2 separate regions of the Sus scrofa genome follow, and region 2 is linked to region 1. The links are chromatin contacts, called in public promoter capture Hi-C maps. All regions are on one chromosome and are shown on one strand. The core of a region is the stretch at or near the end of the contact, and the rest is flanking DNA. Distances in the headings are between cores, read along the strand shown. Region 1 holds the start of FAM96B (mitotic spindle-associated MMXD complex subunit MIP18). Region 2 holds the start of AGRP (agouti related neuropeptide).

The links. Promoter capture Hi-C pulls out the DNA fragments that hold promoters and counts their contacts.
Region 2: a promoter capture Hi-C map of fetal skeletal muscle shows a contact between it and region 1, with 3 times the contacts expected there. The contact joins the promoter of AGRP here to the promoter of FAM96B in region 1. A contact is called at or near these places in 1 of 5 promoter capture datasets (fetal skeletal muscle) and 1 of 2 datasets of contacts at active chromatin or transcription factors (alveolar macrophages).

The regions. Positions count from the first base shown.
Region 1 is chr6:27,611,062-27,613,969 of Sscrofa11.1, reverse strand. It overlaps FAM96B (mitotic spindle-associated MMXD complex subunit MIP18), which reads left to right and starts at 1,353. Exons shown (of 5, transcript XM_021094030.1): 1 at 1,353-1,558; 2 at 1,718-1,797; 3 at 2,057-2,182; 4 at 2,599-2,644. The coding sequence starts at 1,411. LOC110260939 (a long non-coding RNA gene) reads right to left here and starts at 1,315. Exons shown (of 5, transcript XR_002344555.1): 1 at 111-1,315.
Region 2 is chr6:28,132,137-28,135,044 of Sscrofa11.1, reverse strand. It overlaps AGRP (agouti related neuropeptide), which reads left to right and starts at 1,384. Exons shown (of 3, transcript NM_001011693.1): 1 at 1,384-1,513; 2 at 1,670-1,761; 3 at 2,179-2,361. The coding sequence starts at 1,384. The coding sequence ends at 2,361.

The DNA of each region.
Region 1 (2,908 bases), core at 104-2,603:
ATGTGTTGGGTCCGCACAGGGTGCTGTAGCTCCCTATTGGCTCCCACTTCCCTGACATCTGTCCTCCCGCAGCCTCAGGTCCTGTCTCTGCAGAATTTGGCGAGTCTTACCTGGGTTCCTGTCACCCTGCTTGGGAGCCTCATCCTATAGCTGGGGATTAAGAGAAGCAGAAGTCTGAGGAGGCGCTCAGTGGCACTCGAAGTCCATCCAGCTGCATGGTGAGCTTACAGGTCTTTTTCTTTTTTGCCCTACCATTGGGCACTCTGCTTTTCACCAAGTGGCTGCACAGGAACCCATCCAGCAGTCATTCAGGTCTAGAGATTGGACTGGGCAGGGAGTGGTGAGTTTGGCAGGAGAGACGGACTGAACAGGCCAAGGCCAGTGGCAGGCAGGGGCTAGCACATTAGCTTCCCCTCTCCCCAGGTTCTTCTGGGCTTCTACACAATACCAAGAACCCTCACCTCATACCTGAGTTCACTGTCCTTACAGCCATGGGCCCGACAAGTGTGTCCAGGGGGTCGAGAGAGAGAGCAGACGGAACTGTGATTAGGGAAACCAGGAGAGCTTCCTTGAAGAGGTGCCCTGGTCAGGATTCCCACAGACAGAGAAATGGGAATGACCTTCGTTCAGAGCGAAGGGAACCAACTAAGTAAAGGCAGGGAAGAGTGGCTGCCCTTCTCTCCAAAAACTCCTTGCTTTCTGGGATCGATTTCCTGGCTCTGCCTTCATCCCCTTATTGTCCCAGTTCTGGGGGTCTCTGAGGACCCCCTCCCTGATCGGCAATGGCCTGCCTTTTGAATGCACACCTGCCTGTGGCACTCCTCTTAAGAACACCCTCAACCCCACCTCAGGTCTTTCCTTTTACCCACCTCCCGCCAAAATCGAGTTCAGGCATTAATCACTGGACAAATATTTAAAGAACACCAGCTGGCCCGCGCGCTGGGGACCAGGAGGGCACTCCCGGGCCCAAGGAGCAGTGGGGGCTGCAGGTGCGCCACCGGGAGCTTCCAAAACACAGTGAACCCTGCACGGACAGAGGCAATTCTGGGGAAGGGAGCGGTCGCCTAGTCTAAGGGGCGGGCTTCTCAGAGGAAGCGATGTCTGAAGAAACTTCTCGGTCAATCCCAGACGAACCCTAAGTGCCTCAGTCTCGGACTCCACGGTCTAGCACGCTACCCGCCCGCACGCGGGGCCGGGTCTGCGAGCCTTTGCTGGAGCGCTGCGCATTTCCCCGGGTCTGCGTGGAGAGCGCGCCTACAACACCGCTCCACTCTATCCCCAGGCGGAGTACCGGCAGCGCTGCGTGTCCCTCGCGTTACCCCGTCGCCACGCCACGCCCCCTTCCCGTTCCCCGGAAGTGCATTCGTAGAAGCGGAAGTGCATGTCTACAGTTGCGGCCGAGGTTCCGCGATGGTGGGCGGCGGCGGAGGTGGCGTTGGGGGCGGCCTTCTGGAGAACGCGAACCCCCTCATTTACGAGCGCTCTGGGGAGCGGCCAGTGACCGCGGGCGAGGAAGACGAGCAAGTTCCAGACAGCATCGATGCGCGCGAGATCTTCGATATCCGCCGCTGCCGGGCGCGGGCGGGTTCACGGGTCCTGGGATGGGGTGGGATGTGGTGATGTCCAATAGTTGGTGGAGCTGTATCAGGGCCGAGCATTCCCGGCGGAGGGTTCTGAGTGGGCAGAAGCGCAGAGTCCCTTTTCCTTCACTTAGCACATCTGATTCGCTCCATCAATGACCCGGAGCATCCACTGACGCTGGAAGAATTGAACGTAGTAGAGCAAGTCCGGGTTCAGGTGAGTCACCTCCAGCATCCCGGGGGAGTGACTTGTTCCAGGGAGTCAGAAAGGCTCAACTTTGCTCCGGGGGGTGGGTGTTGTCTCAGCTCACAGAATCCTCAAGGGTCTTTGGAAGGGGGTGGGGTGTGTGCCTATTCTGTAGATGAGGAAACTGCATCCTACAGTGTTTAAGACAACTTGCCTGAAGCAGTAAACTAAGAAGAGGGGCTCTGGGCTAAGGGGGCCATGTCTCCCAACACTCCACCTCCTCAACCAGGTAAGCGACCCTGAGAGCACAGTGGCTGTGGCTTTCACACCCACCATTCCGCATTGCAGTATGGCCACCCTTATTGGCCTGTCCATCAAAGTCAAGCTTCTGCGATCCCTTCCTCAGCGTTTTAAGGTAAGTTGGAACTGAGCCCTAGGCGTGGGGCAGGCATGAGTGTCTGCTACTGAGGAGGGCGTGGAGAGCATGAACATGGATAACACAGTGAGACCTGAAGGGATCCCAGCTCGCAGAGATGAAACCGGGAGGAGGCTTTCCAATTGGATGGGACAGGATTTAGAGGCCCAAGCTGGAAAGTGCAGAAAAGTAGTGAGGAATGTGGCCTTAGGGGGCTGTGGATAGGTTTGGAGCAAGGATGGGGTCCAGGCAGGCTTTTGAGTCAGTAGCAGTTGGCCAGTCTTTTGGGTAGAGTTGCAGTGGCCATGAGTGGGTTTGGGTGTAATGGAAGGACCAGAGTCCAGAGGCATGAATGTGGAGACGGAAAGGGGTGGATGGGTGTGTGAGTGCCCAGACCCCACTTCTCTTCCTCCCAGATGGACGTGCACATTACGCCAGGGACCCATGCCTCTGAGCATGCAGGTAAGCATGGGCTGATGTCAAGGCATTGGCCTGGAGGCTTCCCCTTGCCGTTGTGGTTTGTAGGGCAAGATGGAGGGTAGGGCATGTGGCACGAGGTGGGTGCCCCCTCAGGGAGCTGGCCCGACTTGAGTCTCCAGTGTTTATTGTGTTCTCCCACTCCTACCCTCTCCCTGTCCTGAGTACACAGGACAAGGGTGTGTCTGGCTTTATAGTGTAGGAGGCAGACTTGGGTGGCGGGGTGGGAGAGGTCACAGAAAGGTGCAA
Region 2 (2,908 bases), core at 135-2,634, 520 kb before region 1:
AGCTAACGCCAGCTGGATTTCAGAACAGACGTCAGTGCCCATCTGTGGAAGAAGCCTGCCACAGCCCCGCCCTCTGCAGCACACCCCTCCCCACACAACTCACACACAACTCCCCACACAACTCACAGGCCAGAGGCTGCCAGATGATAACCTATGGTTTCAACTGGCTTTCTGGAAAGACTTCCTCAGGCCTCATCCTGGTCAGAACAGCCTGTGTAAACCTGGGTCACAAACAACCCCAACAGCCTCTTCAACTTCCTCTTGCTGCCTTGGGCCAGCTGTTTGTACACTGAGCCCTAGAAGCTGATTCAGCCTGCATCCCTTTACCTAACTGGCAGTGTGTAAGTGCACGGGGTGGAGGGGGTGGGCAGTGAAGAAGGGCTGGGGCAGGTGGGGTCCTGTGTGTTCTCTTGTTTCCATGAAAGGACAGTTCTCCATTCACCTGATGCTGATGAGACCAGGCGTGGGCACAGGCCTGACAACGCAGGGCGGAAAGGAGCAGCCATTAGTACTAATGAAGCAGGCAGCCTGAAAGCTTTTTACTTAGAAGCTGCTCGCCCACCCAGGGAACAGTCCGTTCTGCCACCTTGGCTTCCAGGAACCCCAGGCAGAAAAGGATGTGGGGGCAGGAGCAGGGGCGGGGTCTTGGAAAAGGCTGGAGGAAGAAGGAGGAGGGGTGGTAGAGGGGATGGAGGCAGAGAGTCTGCTCTTGGCTAGATCGGCTTCTTCCCTCCCCTCTCTCCTCTGCAAAACCCAGGGTCTAGGTCTGTACCCCAACCCCACCCCACTGTGGTCACTGGTCCATCACCCCCTTCAATGCCCTTGACCTAAGTTCCTGGAAGCAAAAGGAACATGCCACGTGTAGGGTCTGAGTGAGCATCTCCAGGGCCACAAATTAAATTAAGTGTTCAGGGCCGCCTGCCTTATTATGGCTAATAGCGCTAGCCTACCCATCCCCCAGGTCCCTGTCCTGTAGAAATTTGGGGGCCCTGGGTACCCTATATCATTCCCAAACTTTCATTGGCTCCTGGAGACTTCACCCCAAACTAGAGATGGGTATTCCTCTTGCAGAGCACCCAAAAGCCTGTGAGAGAGGCCTGAACTGTGTCCCCACCCATTGGGGGGGGGCCCTCATGCTCTGGCTGCAGAGAGCAGTCACGTGTGGGTCCTTCATTAGACCCTGCCATATAAACTGAGGGCATAGGGTGGCCAGGAACTCTTGGGGCAAGGATCCAGCAAGCAGAGGTAAGTCCTCAGGTTGAGCGGGGACTCTTACTTTCTGTGGGGTGGGGGTGGGGGTGCTTCCCTCTGGGGTAGGGCACCTAGAGAGTGCTCCAAGGATGAAGAGGGACTAAGTGGCACATTCTCCTGTTGAGCCAGGCTATGCTGACCACAATGTTGCTGAGCTGTGCCCTACTGCTGGCAATGCCCACCATGCTGGGGGCCCAGATAGGCTTGGCCCCCCTGGAGGGTATCGGAAGGCTTGACCAAGCCTTGTTCCCAGAACTCCAAGGTCAGTGCGGGCAGGAGTGGGTTGGGTGGGGCTTGGACATCCTCTGGCCACAAAGTATTCTGCTTGTATGAGCCCTTTCTTCCCCTTCCCAATCCCAGGCCTGGGAGGTGGGTGTTTTGTGCATGGGTGGTTCTGCCCTCACATCATCTGTCCCAGATCTAGGCCTGCAGCCCCCACTGAAGAGGACAACTGCAGAACGGGCAGAAGAGGCTCTGCTGCAGCAGGCCGAGGCCAAGGCCTTGGCAGAGGTAACAGCTCAGGGAAAGGGCTGAGGCCACAAGTCTTGAGTGGGTGTGTCAAGCATCAACCTCTATCTGTGCTTGGAGTTGCCACTGTGGTACAACGGGATTGGCGGTGTCTTGGGAGCGCTGGGACGTGGTTTCATCCCCGGCCAGCACAAGTGGGTTAAGGATCTGGCCTTGCCATCCCTTCAGCTTAGGCTGAGACTGTGGCTTGGAGCTGATCTCTGACCGGAAGCTCCATATGCTCTGGGGTGACCAAAAATGGAAAAACAAACATACAAAACACCTCTACCTGCACTTCCTGACCCCCTCACCCGGGGCGACACTGCAGACCATCCCGTTCACGCTCCACTTCCATCCTGCCTTGATCTGGCGCATTCCATGAATGTGCTTTTGGAAGTCCTTGTTTCCCAACCCTTGTAGGTGCTAGATCCTGAAGGACGCAAGGCACGCTCCCCACGTCGCTGCGTAAGGCTGCACGAATCCTGTCTGGGACACCAGGTACCATGCTGCGACCCATGTGCTACATGCTACTGCCGTTTCTTCAACGCCTTCTGCTACTGCCGCAAGCTGGGTACTGCCACGAACCCCTGCAGCCGCACCTAGCTGGCCAGCCAATGTCGTCGGGGTCGGGGTGGGGGTAGGCGGGCGCCAATAAAGTATGGGACCAACCCCAGGGTTGTGGCGTTATTTTGAATGTGACGGTCGTTAGGGGCGAAGGTGCCTCTAAGCCAAGAAACCACAGACACATCCCTACTCCAGGGCCTGCGCTATTCCAACATGAGTCACTTACACTCTTAAGAGTGCCAGGAGCGGTTGGGAGAAGCAGAGGAGGACCGTGCTCCAACCCTAGAAGAAGCTTATATAATAAATGCGGGGGAAAGAGTCGCAGCGCTGCAAAGGGTCTGTCGCTCCCCGCTGGCTAACAAACCATTAGGATCCAGGGCCCGCTTAAGGATAACTCGACGCGTGACCCCCAGCAAATCCCACCCTTCCCAGTTCCCCTCAGGGGAAGGTTAATTCACCAGTCTGAATATTTCCAAGCATAAGGGGCCCCCACAGTACCAGGTGCTCCGGACTCGGAAACTATAAAGTGCAAGCCCCCGCGTCCACGGGCGCCACCACGCGGCTAGTCTCGGACATTTTAAGTCGC